2 separate regions of the Mus musculus genome follow, and region 1 is linked to region 2. The links are chromatin contacts, called in public Hi-C maps. All regions are on one chromosome and are shown on one strand. The core of a region is the stretch at or near the end of the contact, and the rest is flanking DNA. Distances in the headings are between cores, read along the strand shown. Region 1 overlaps 9330175M20Rik (RIKEN cDNA 9330175M20 gene). Region 2 overlaps Tmeff2 (transmembrane protein with EGF-like and two follistatin-like domains 2).

Region 1 (4,723 bases), core at 738-3,237, 250 kb after region 2:
TGTCTCTGTGTGTCTGTGTGTCTGTGTCATATGTGTGTGTGATATGTGTGTATGAGTCTGTGTGTGTATAGAATGTGTGTGTCTCTGTATGTGGTATGTGTGTGTGTTAGAGTGTGTAGACAGAGGTTGTTGTAGGTGTTTTTCCCTATTGCTCCCTCCTTTATTTTGAGGATTATAGGCTAACATGAGTTTTTACACAGATGCTGCAATCCTCATATTTCTGGGAAAGCACTTTCCCAAGTCAGCCATTTTCCTAGCCCTCCATGTGATCTTACTTAAGAGGGTAGCTCCTAATGAAAACAGCCCAAGCCTGGACTTCAGCTACTGGCCTCATAACTATATTTGCTGGTTCTGTGCAGTCCTTCAACAGAAACACACAGTTTTGCACAAACAATTTGAGGGTAAGCCTAATTAATTTGTTAATTTATTCAAAAGTTATTTTCACAGGAAGAATGATCTAGCTCTAATCACAAGTTAACGCAATTTTGAAAAACCTTTCTGGAATTCAAGGCCTGTGACTCATTTAGCATTAATAACTTGTTGAAAAATTATTTTTAATTATATTGGGGGCACAATATGTGCATGTGAGCACACATGTCCTCATAGGCCAGAGATGTTTGATTTCCCTGGAGCTAGAGTTTCAAGCATTGTAAGCTGTCAGATAGGGATGGTGGAAATCATACACAGATAGATCCCCTGCAAGAGCAGCATGTGTATGTGTTTGTAACCACTGGGCCATCTATCCAGACCACAAGTTGCAGAGTTTAAAGTTTATTAACATAAACCATTTCAAGTTATACACTTTCAAATTAATCTCAAACTAAAATGAAGATTATACCCATTAAGCATACCATTTAAGGACTGAATATTAGACATATGCATTACTGGTGGTTGCCTAGCAACCAGGGTATCTGCACTTAGAGTAAGTCTGTCCTAAATACTCATGTACGGTCCATGATGAGGAGCTATGCACTTGGCTTTATTTACAAGACAGGGTGTAGCTTTAATGGTATTAATGGTTCTGATTTTGCTACTCAAACGAGATAAGTTTCGATGATAAGATTGGGAAGGTGGTACCATGGTCATTAACCAACCAAGTGCTTTTGACAAGCAGTTCTAAGATTGATGCCTGCTTATCAAAGCCATGATGCCAATCATTGCCCATCACGGATTACATTACTTAATGTCAGGTAACCATCTCAAGGTTTAAAAATGTCTTGTGGAAAGTATACCTTGCCTCCATATTATAATTTTCTACAGAATACGAGATTAACTTATGAGTGCCTTAGAGCAATCCCAAGACTATCCTATTTTTTTAAAAATGCCTCAGGTAGGCCCCCCAGTCACAAAAGTGTCACCTTTCATCCCATCTTCTGCTGCTGAAGAACATTGTAACGAATAACCTTTCTAATTCCGTAAGCACTATGTCTGCACATTTACATTGTTGGAGTCCCTCGTGAAACAATTGCCAAGGAGCACTCTGAGGCACTGCAGCTGTGCCCTGCCAACTGTGTTTGGCTGCCCAGCTCCTTCTGGGCTCCCAAAGCTGGCAAGCTAATATGCTAATAGAATTCATTAGCCTGGGCTTTGACAGACAGTTAAAACAGGACTCCACATCAGCACTCCAGCACTGCAAAGCCATTTCATGAGGCACAGCTAATTCAAAGAAGATGATGACAGGGTTTGCAATCAGGGAACATTAGCATGTTGGGGCAGTGGAGAGGCTGAACATCCTAGGCAGGCAAAACTGCCAGCAGCCCTGATTTGATTTCTGCCATCACCGTTGGGCCTGGCAAAGAAAACCAGAGGTAATGGGATACACTGAGAGACCAGGCACAAGGACTGGCCTTTGAAGTAATTATTCTCTGGGGTAACAAGGGACAAGATGAAAAAGCTTTCAGGGACAGACAGTGGACACCCATGGGACCAAGTTTCCATTACAGCATGACACTGTGTTGAGCCACTCTCTCCACTTGAGAAAACAGAGTACTAAATAGGCTGTCCAGAGGGAGAGGACACAGGGAGTTTGTGGAGGAAATGGAGCTGTAGAGAGGTACAGCAAGGCAGAGGCTGCCAAGGGCCCATAAGAGAGCAACAATCATGAGGGATGCTTCAGCATCTCTGATGGCCGCCATGATCACTCCCTTGCCTTGCATCCATTAACCTCTACATTCATCATACTATAGAGGAAATAATAGGGGAGGGAGAAGCCAGAAGCCTAAGCTGGGGAGCAGTAAAATCCCTTAAGCCTTTGACAAAACAAATAAGCCTTCAGTGTCTCCCTGTTGGGACTCTTGGCTCTGATAAGCCTTCAGCATTCAGTATCTCCACATGGGAGCCCTTGTCTCTGTCCAGCTGAGAGCCTAAGCAGAATGATTATGGAAACACTTTCTGGAAGTGTGAGACTTTACGAGTCTGAATATAACCAAGCTCACCCGGCAATCCGTTATAGAGAAAGAGACCCAAAGTTAAAGCTGAACCAGAAATGAATCATCTCTCGTTTTATGGTAAATGCGTCTGAGTCAACTCTGAGGTCACCGGCTAAACTGGAAGTGTGCATGTTGCTAGCCGGTGGAGGTTCTAATTGTGTTCTAACCTTGAGCCTTCTCTGTACTGCTTGCTCTTCATCTTTACAAGAGAAGTTTCCCTAGCAGAGAATGACCACTAGACCAAGACTGACAATGAGATGATGCATAAATTATGTCACCTTTACCCTGCTTGGTTTAAGAAGCGGGACCCAAGGCACTTTTAGATATTAGCCTTTGCCCAGCACACACACAAACCCACACACTCACACACACTCAGGCATGCGTGTACACACATGTACACCCACACACAAATGCACACATCATATACACACATATACACACAGGCATGTATACACACGCACACCAGATTCCAGTGATGCTATATATTTTGAAGGTGTTTGTTTTTTAATTTGGGCACGTAACAAAAGCTACTCAGTATAATTATCAGCTATATGCATTATGTGTTTTCTCCAAAGTCCCCCATCTCCTTTCTTGCTTTCCTGTTTGAGAACTGCATCTCCACCACAGCTGCCATTGATATTCTTCAGCAGTATAACTTTGTTATTTCTGTAATTTCAACTATTTCCACTGTGGAAACAGTTTTCTACCAGCTTCAGGACCAATTTTTCATTGTCCTGTTGGAGAGCATTAGTGATGGACACTGAACTGGCAAGCAATGTGCTTTGCCACATAGCCACCAATTCAAATTTCCCTTGTCCAGAACTCCTCCTCCTGTGACCTGTTCCCACGAACAATGTCATTATCTCAGTATTTATCTAGTACAAAACTGAAATCACCCCTTTTCTCTTTCATCCCATAATTGAATGAAAACTTTGTACATTAACTCTTTCCTATCTCTTCCACTGATTCCATTTGCCATTTCTGTGACCAGGGAAATCTGGGCTTCCTTGGGGTTCTTAGTTATGTTAATAGGCGAATGTAGAAATTGACTAAGAACGAAGTTAGAGGGCAATTTTATTAGAGTTTGAGAGAAAAGCAACAGTGCAGGCAGGCTGTAAATCTCAGGGACTCGGAGGTAAGGAAGGAAGAAAGCCATGCATTTGCGTTAGGGAGCTCAGCATGTTCGGCAACATTAGCAATGTTCAGCAGGGCAGCACGAGGCTGCAATGCAGAAGGTCAGGCGCTTCAGAAAAAAAAGTGCCAAAGCCCTGAAGTAAAGCATAATTAGAGGTTTAGGCAGTATCTCAAGAAAAAGAAATAAGAAGAAATAGAAAAAAGTTAGTCTTTTTTCAGTTAGAACAAAGAACTAGGCTTGGATAGGGCTAGCAGGGCTGCATGGTGGATGCTCTCGACGAGACTGTACTCCAACTTCTGTGCTATGTCATTAAGAGCACAATTACTCTTCCCATCTCTAGAATGCCTTCAAATGAATCCGTTTCTTGAGGTGTAGTCTTCAGGACAAGTAATTGACAGATCCAGGTAGATTAACGATGATTTTTCTCTTTGAATTTTGTATTGAGAATTGCATACATGAGTAGCATATTTATGTCATTTGCACACTTCTTTCTTCTCCTCCAACACCTCCCATGTCCCCCAACTCCTCTTTAATTATTGTTACAAATATAAACAAACACATATGTATATATAAATCCAGCTTTATGGATCTGTTTAGTGCTGCTTGTGTGTATATTTCTTAAGGGATGACTGCTTGGGACTGGATAACATAGGGGCTTGCCCAAGGAGAGGCCTGATTCTTCCTCTCTCACCAGCCATTAATTGTCCATATTTCCTTTAGGGGAACTGATATTTTGATTATTTGATATTTCTCCTATCAACACTGGAATGTCAACTAGTGTTATCTTTGTGGAGATCTTGCCCAGGCAACCATATTTTTGAGATTTCATGGGTACAGCTTCTTTGTAATATATAGAAGATACCATCTCACAGCAGATGTCCTGGTCTCTGGTTGTTCCAGTATTTCTGCCACATTTTCTGGGGTGTTCCCTGGGCCTGAGGTATAGGAATTGTACTGTACATGTATCAGTTTGGGTTAGGCACTTCCGAGTCAGCTATTATCTGTGTGTGACTTGCTGTAGATTTTTGTAATACTCTCCACCTGATGAAAAAACAAATTTTCTTTGATGATAGGCAAGAGCGTCTTACTCAGAATAAGGATACGTATTTAGAGTTCCATTGGAAATGACACTGGCTTAGAAAAGTGACAATAGCAGATT
Region 2 (5,084 bases), core at 1,459-3,958:
CAAATTTGTGTGATGTGACTTGGACATAAGAATGCATGGAAGGACACACATACACACACAATCTGGTAGTATTATTGATTATATAATATGCATTCTATTTTTCTTTGTACTTTCTTCGTATTGGTGACATTGGCTATGCCATACTTTGTGCCAACCAAGTTTAAGAGACAAGAAAAAACTCTGAGTAAGAATACTTCAGAGAGTAACAACTAGTTTACAGAAAATAAAACAGGTGCTATAAGACAAAGTATCTCTCTTGGGAGAAAAAATTCAATTTTATTATGAGAAAGAGAAATAGCAGGTAAAGGTACAGAAGCAGGATGCTCCCGACAAATGCCAAGTCCCTACGTGTAGTCACCTGTATTCCATGCCCTGTAGTCTTGGGCATTTGGATACTTAGTTCCTAATTGGTGCATCCTTGGGCTAAGTCCTAGTTGTGGTGTGTCCTAGGTCCTAAGAGGTGTGTCCTTGTTGGAAGAGGTATGTCACCAGAAAGAGAGTTCAGACCTATGCCCACTCAGGTATGCTCTCTCTGCTTCCTGCTTTCTCTGCCTCCTGCATCTGTGCTGCACTCCTCTCATGGATTCTTCTCCTTCTGGAATTGTATTTCTCAGTAAAGTCCCTTCTGTACGTTGCCTTGGTCACAGTGTCTTATCATGGTCATAGAGAAGTAACTAATACACTCTGCGAGCTCCTTGGGAAATACAGGGCAGAGGGAGTTCAGCACCACAGCACTTGACCAGAAAACCCTCAGCTGAGTCGTAAAAAAAATTTGTATTTTCACCAGGGTCATTAAAATGTTTTAAGGGCAATCTTTTTTTTTTAATATGTTTAAAATACTGTTCAGGCCTCCAGGTGGAGAATAAATTGTATGTGAAGCAAAATTGAAGCAAGATACTAACACAAAGATTGCCACAGTGGAACAAGGCAGAGTGAGTCCACACAACCTGAGTGTTGGTCAAAGGGCCAGTGAGGTGGTAACAAATACTTTCTGTCCATTTAGATGCTAGTATGGGTGTGAACAAGTGTTACTTGCCAAAGTAAGGAAGAACATGGATAGTCAGGAGGTAGATACATGAGGATCAAGTTCACATCACTATCCAAGTCTGTGCAATGAGTCTTTGCCTGACTCAGAACAAAAGAAAAGTATGTGGAAAGGGTAGGAAGGATGTCAATAGCGTCTTTATCTCATCCATGTTCGTCACAAATCAACATTACTGGTTTAATTTTAAAACACAAATATACTTCATAAAGAGCACCATTTTAAGAACCAAAGCCCTCGTGCTGAGCCCAATATACTCATCGAAGGCAATTTTCTCAGACTTTGAGATGCAAACACACTGACGTGCTTAGGAGTTTTCAGTTGGTTGCTTTTCAATAAAGCCTGTGTAGTCTGACGTTTTTGTTTTTCATTTACTCCTTGAAATTTATCATCAACAGTTTCAGCATCATCCCCGGTATGGCAGTAAAAGGTAAAATACAATAACAGGGAACTCAGTAATTTGGCTTTTAAATGGCTTTATGCATTTATGTGCTATGTAGGCTATGTAGCAGATTGTGATAACAGAATCAGTTATAATCAAAGTGCAGCCGTACAAATATAGCAGACACCTTGGAACAGCTCCCTTTGTTGATCGAGACAGAGCAGGAGTGCCATCTTACACTATATTTTCTCTATAACAGCATAGCAGCCTCAACACCTTTGTTGCGTTTCCGTTGTGCTGCTATTGCGAATGTCCCCACAGTAGCACTTTACCTGTATTTATCATTGATTCTTGCACATTGAATTTTCTGCTCTGCGGACAACTAATTTGAGTGGCTTGAAGTATAAAACTTACAGCTTTCCCCTTCATTGTCCCAGTTCACATAACAATATAGAAGTCATTTCCCAGTGCAGAAAACCCCAAGGCCCTCAGACTTTGTTCAGCCTCCGTGGTGCTACATAATTTATTTTATTTCTCTGAAGCCTGCAGCGTTTCTTATGTGCTGTTAAGGGAGGGGATCCATTGTCAGTGTGTAAGCATCACTTCAATTAAGCTCTGCTGGCTTCTCTGTCTGCATGCGAATGTGAACTTGGTTGTCTTGAGAATGACAGTTGTTTATTTTACTCATGGGTGTCTGATGCTGGGTGGGGACTTACAGGTTGACTCAAATATTTATAAACATGTCTTTTGCTGTCTTTCGTGGAGACTATTCTAAAGTTAGGGGAGGTGCTTTTTATATTTTGTTGATTGTTTTTGGTTCTCACAAACTCCTTTAGCTTTCTCTTCTCTTGAATTCTAAATTGCAATTCTTGTTTTATCCAGCTAGTCCCAGAAACTATAACCTGGTTTGATTCCTGAAGTGGGAATAATGTTGTACCAGTAGGGGGAGCTCACACCATGCCTATTTTATGGGTTGGTTTGAAGTTAATTTTGTGGCTTTGTATCCTTAAGGGTGGAGCCGGTTTCACTTTAAAGCCAACAGTTTCTGGGGTTTGGAATATAAGTTATTTCTTCCAGTTGAAAAGTTAAAATAATCTGAAGTTGTAAATCTTAAGTGCGTTAACAGTTTAAGTCTTTAGCTAACGAATCGTCATACTGTGGTTGAAGTTTTCAGATTGCTGAAATGTAGAAGCTTTAAAATATACTAAAAGTTCTCTTTCTTTGTGTACATCCTCAAATCACTTCCTTCCAGGAACAGTGACCACAGGACTCGGGCTGAACACTTTTTGTGCTGATGACTGTAAGTCAGCATAAACAAGGCAGTTGCTAACCATGGTTGTGGATGTAAATGTGAGCTTAGTTTTTTCATAGATATCCCTGGAGGGATAGATACTTGGGGCTATCCATATTTCTCACTAAATTTGCATAGAATGGAGTTGGAAAGGCATACAGATCTCAACTAGCTCTGTGCTACTCAAGTCAGCAAAGGACTCAGAGCCAGTATCATTCCAATACCTTTTCTTTCCCAAGTTTGTTATTTTTGACTCTCCTTTGAGATGTTAGCAATTTTCCAAATTCTGCCTGAAATTTCAGTCTCTAAGATGGTGAACACCAAACACCTCTTCATATAATACGTTTCTGCAGGCATCTAATGTGACCTCAGAAAATGGAAAAGGGAGTAGCATCTTCTCTTTGTTCCTTTTCTCCACTCTTGAACATCTGTCTAATGTCATGCATAAGGATGCCCAAGACTCTGCTCTGCCCACAGCAAACTCATGATTCAGAGACTGTACCATTCAGTGAATTGGGAGAAGGAAGGTTCCAGCGTGTGTTTTCTTCATCAGAATAAGAGATCACAGTTGTCTCCAGACTAGCCCATGAATTTGACTTTCAAAGCATCCCTGAGTCAAGACAGCTGACTAATTGCTAACATTATGCCTCATAAATCTGAAAGTCTGGACTAGAAAGTGTGCGATGCCTGCCTCTTGATGGACATTAGTTATGAAATCACCTCTGTCATAGAATTTTCATCTAAATCACTGTGCTGTTTCATAGGTTACATGTGGTTGGAACCCTGGTGTAGAAGAGGGAGAGATAATGGAGAGAAGAAGATGAGGTGAGGTAGAAGAGGCTATTGAAAGTCGGAGAAAGGTTCTCAGGCATTTGCGCGTTTCCTCCGGGTGAACGCCACAATTGTCTAGCAATTTCCTAGCAATAAAATAGCTGTCCTGTGGTTGATGAGCCTTTAGCATGACAGCGTGATGACCTTAGCCTGGATTCTCGGATTTTAATAGCTCTGTGGTTCCCATAGGGTGAAGCTCTTTGCTCATTGCTTTCTTTGGCTTAGACTTTCTTCTCTGTCAGTGATCCTCCTGTGTACTGTTACCTCATTAGTGCTTGATTCCTAGAGCATCATCACTGCTACAATGTCTCTTTCTGTATCACACATTTATTTTAGATGGCATAAATTTAACAAAACAAGTTGTTCTGTGGACCCTGTAATCTTACAGGAGCATATCTATCACAGCAATGCACAGAGTCTAGGAAATCACAGATCATACCTGGCTTCAACTCCAGAACCCCTGGCCTTGTAGAACAACCACATTTAGGGTCCTACACATGATTTGGCATTTGTAATAAAATACATTTCTTTTCTAACGAAGTCTCATTCATTCTACATGTTTGAGTTCCACAAAAATTTAGATCTATTATTAAGTTTGGTGTCTGAATATTTTCCTCCCTCCACTGCCCTGCTGCTGTTCTAGTGGCTGTGGTTATGTGGTTCTGTGGGGAATCTACTAATGATCCTTCGGTTAAATATATTTTAGTTTCCCAGGCAGTTCCTTAGTTCAGCATTGTACCAGAGGTCAAGCTGAGTGGCTTTAATAGCTTTGTCAATAAATCTTACAAAATGTAGTATCTTAAACCTATATCACTTATATAGAAATTATAATATAGATATTACAGCAAAATACTCAAAACATGAGCAGTATTTGCACCAAACAAAATGGTATTACAAACCATTAATAATACTTATCAGGTAACTCATATCTTAGCCTTAGCTGTTGGGTTGATGTTAAGCTCTTGTGAAGTCACTCAGTGCTTTGTGAAACCTTCAGTTCCCAGATTCATTAGATTGCTTGGCTTCAGGAATGTAAGGCTCTTAGTGTTTTAGAGAGCAGTTCAAACACAGCATCTTGACGTGATCTTGGGAGACTGTGGCAAGAAGATGGCAAGTTTAAGGCCAAACTGAACTGGATAACAAAACCCTACCTCAAAATAAATCAAAACAGAGAAGAAGCAAGCCAAAAAAAAAAAAAAATTCCTTTCCCAAGGCAGTGGCATTATATAAAGACTCTGCCTGCTGATCTCTTGCCAGCCATGGAGCCTGTGCACTACTGCAGAGGCAATGCAGATACAGTGACTTCATTTGGGTTTATTGCATACCATTAAGTATCCTTTCAGAATGCAAAAATTTAAGTTCTTAGTTCAGACTTATATGTCTCCAAAAAAACCAATTTAGCTAGTGACTGTCATTCATGAATTGTACAGTTGGTAGACTAGGCCTTTGTTCAAGTTCTGGGAATAGAGAAGTGAAAAAGCTAACAATTATGATAGTGTGTTGGAATCTGGTGAAGTAGGGCAATGAGGTCAAAGACA

What was found. Hi-C and Micro-C count contacts between places; a contact is called where the count stands out from the background.
Region 1: a contact with region 2 is called in a Hi-C map of the N1E-115 cell line, with 4 times the contacts expected there. The contact joins two enhancer-like sites. A contact is called at or near these places in 3 of 484 Hi-C or Micro-C datasets (the N1E-115 cell line, cerebellar granule neurons and cortical neurons) and 3 of 115 datasets of contacts at active chromatin or transcription factors (astrocytes, fibro-adipogenic progenitors and large pre-B cells).

The regions. Positions count from the first base shown.
Region 1 is chr1:51,214,899-51,219,621 of GRCm38.p6, forward strand. 9330175M20Rik (RIKEN cDNA 9330175M20 gene) reads right to left here. Exons shown (of 5, transcript NR_045151.2): 5 at 3,488-4,723. Among named protein-coding and RNA genes, the nearest start is that of Cavin2, 72 kb to the right of the region's middle. Within about 2 kb of position 1,988, at least 56 of the 459 cell types and tissues checked have an H3K27ac peak or open chromatin away from gene starts, as enhancers often do. A contact at or near this core is called in the N1E-115 cell line, where this site is marked.
Region 2 is chr1:50,960,108-50,965,191 of GRCm38.p6, forward strand. All of the region lies in intron 4 of Tmeff2 (transmembrane protein with EGF-like and two follistatin-like domains 2), which reads left to right. Among named protein-coding and RNA genes, the nearest start is that of Tmeff2, 35 kb to the left of the region's middle. Within about 2 kb of position 2,709, at least 35 of the 459 cell types and tissues checked have an H3K27ac peak or open chromatin away from gene starts, as enhancers often do. A contact at or near this core is called in the N1E-115 cell line, where this site is marked.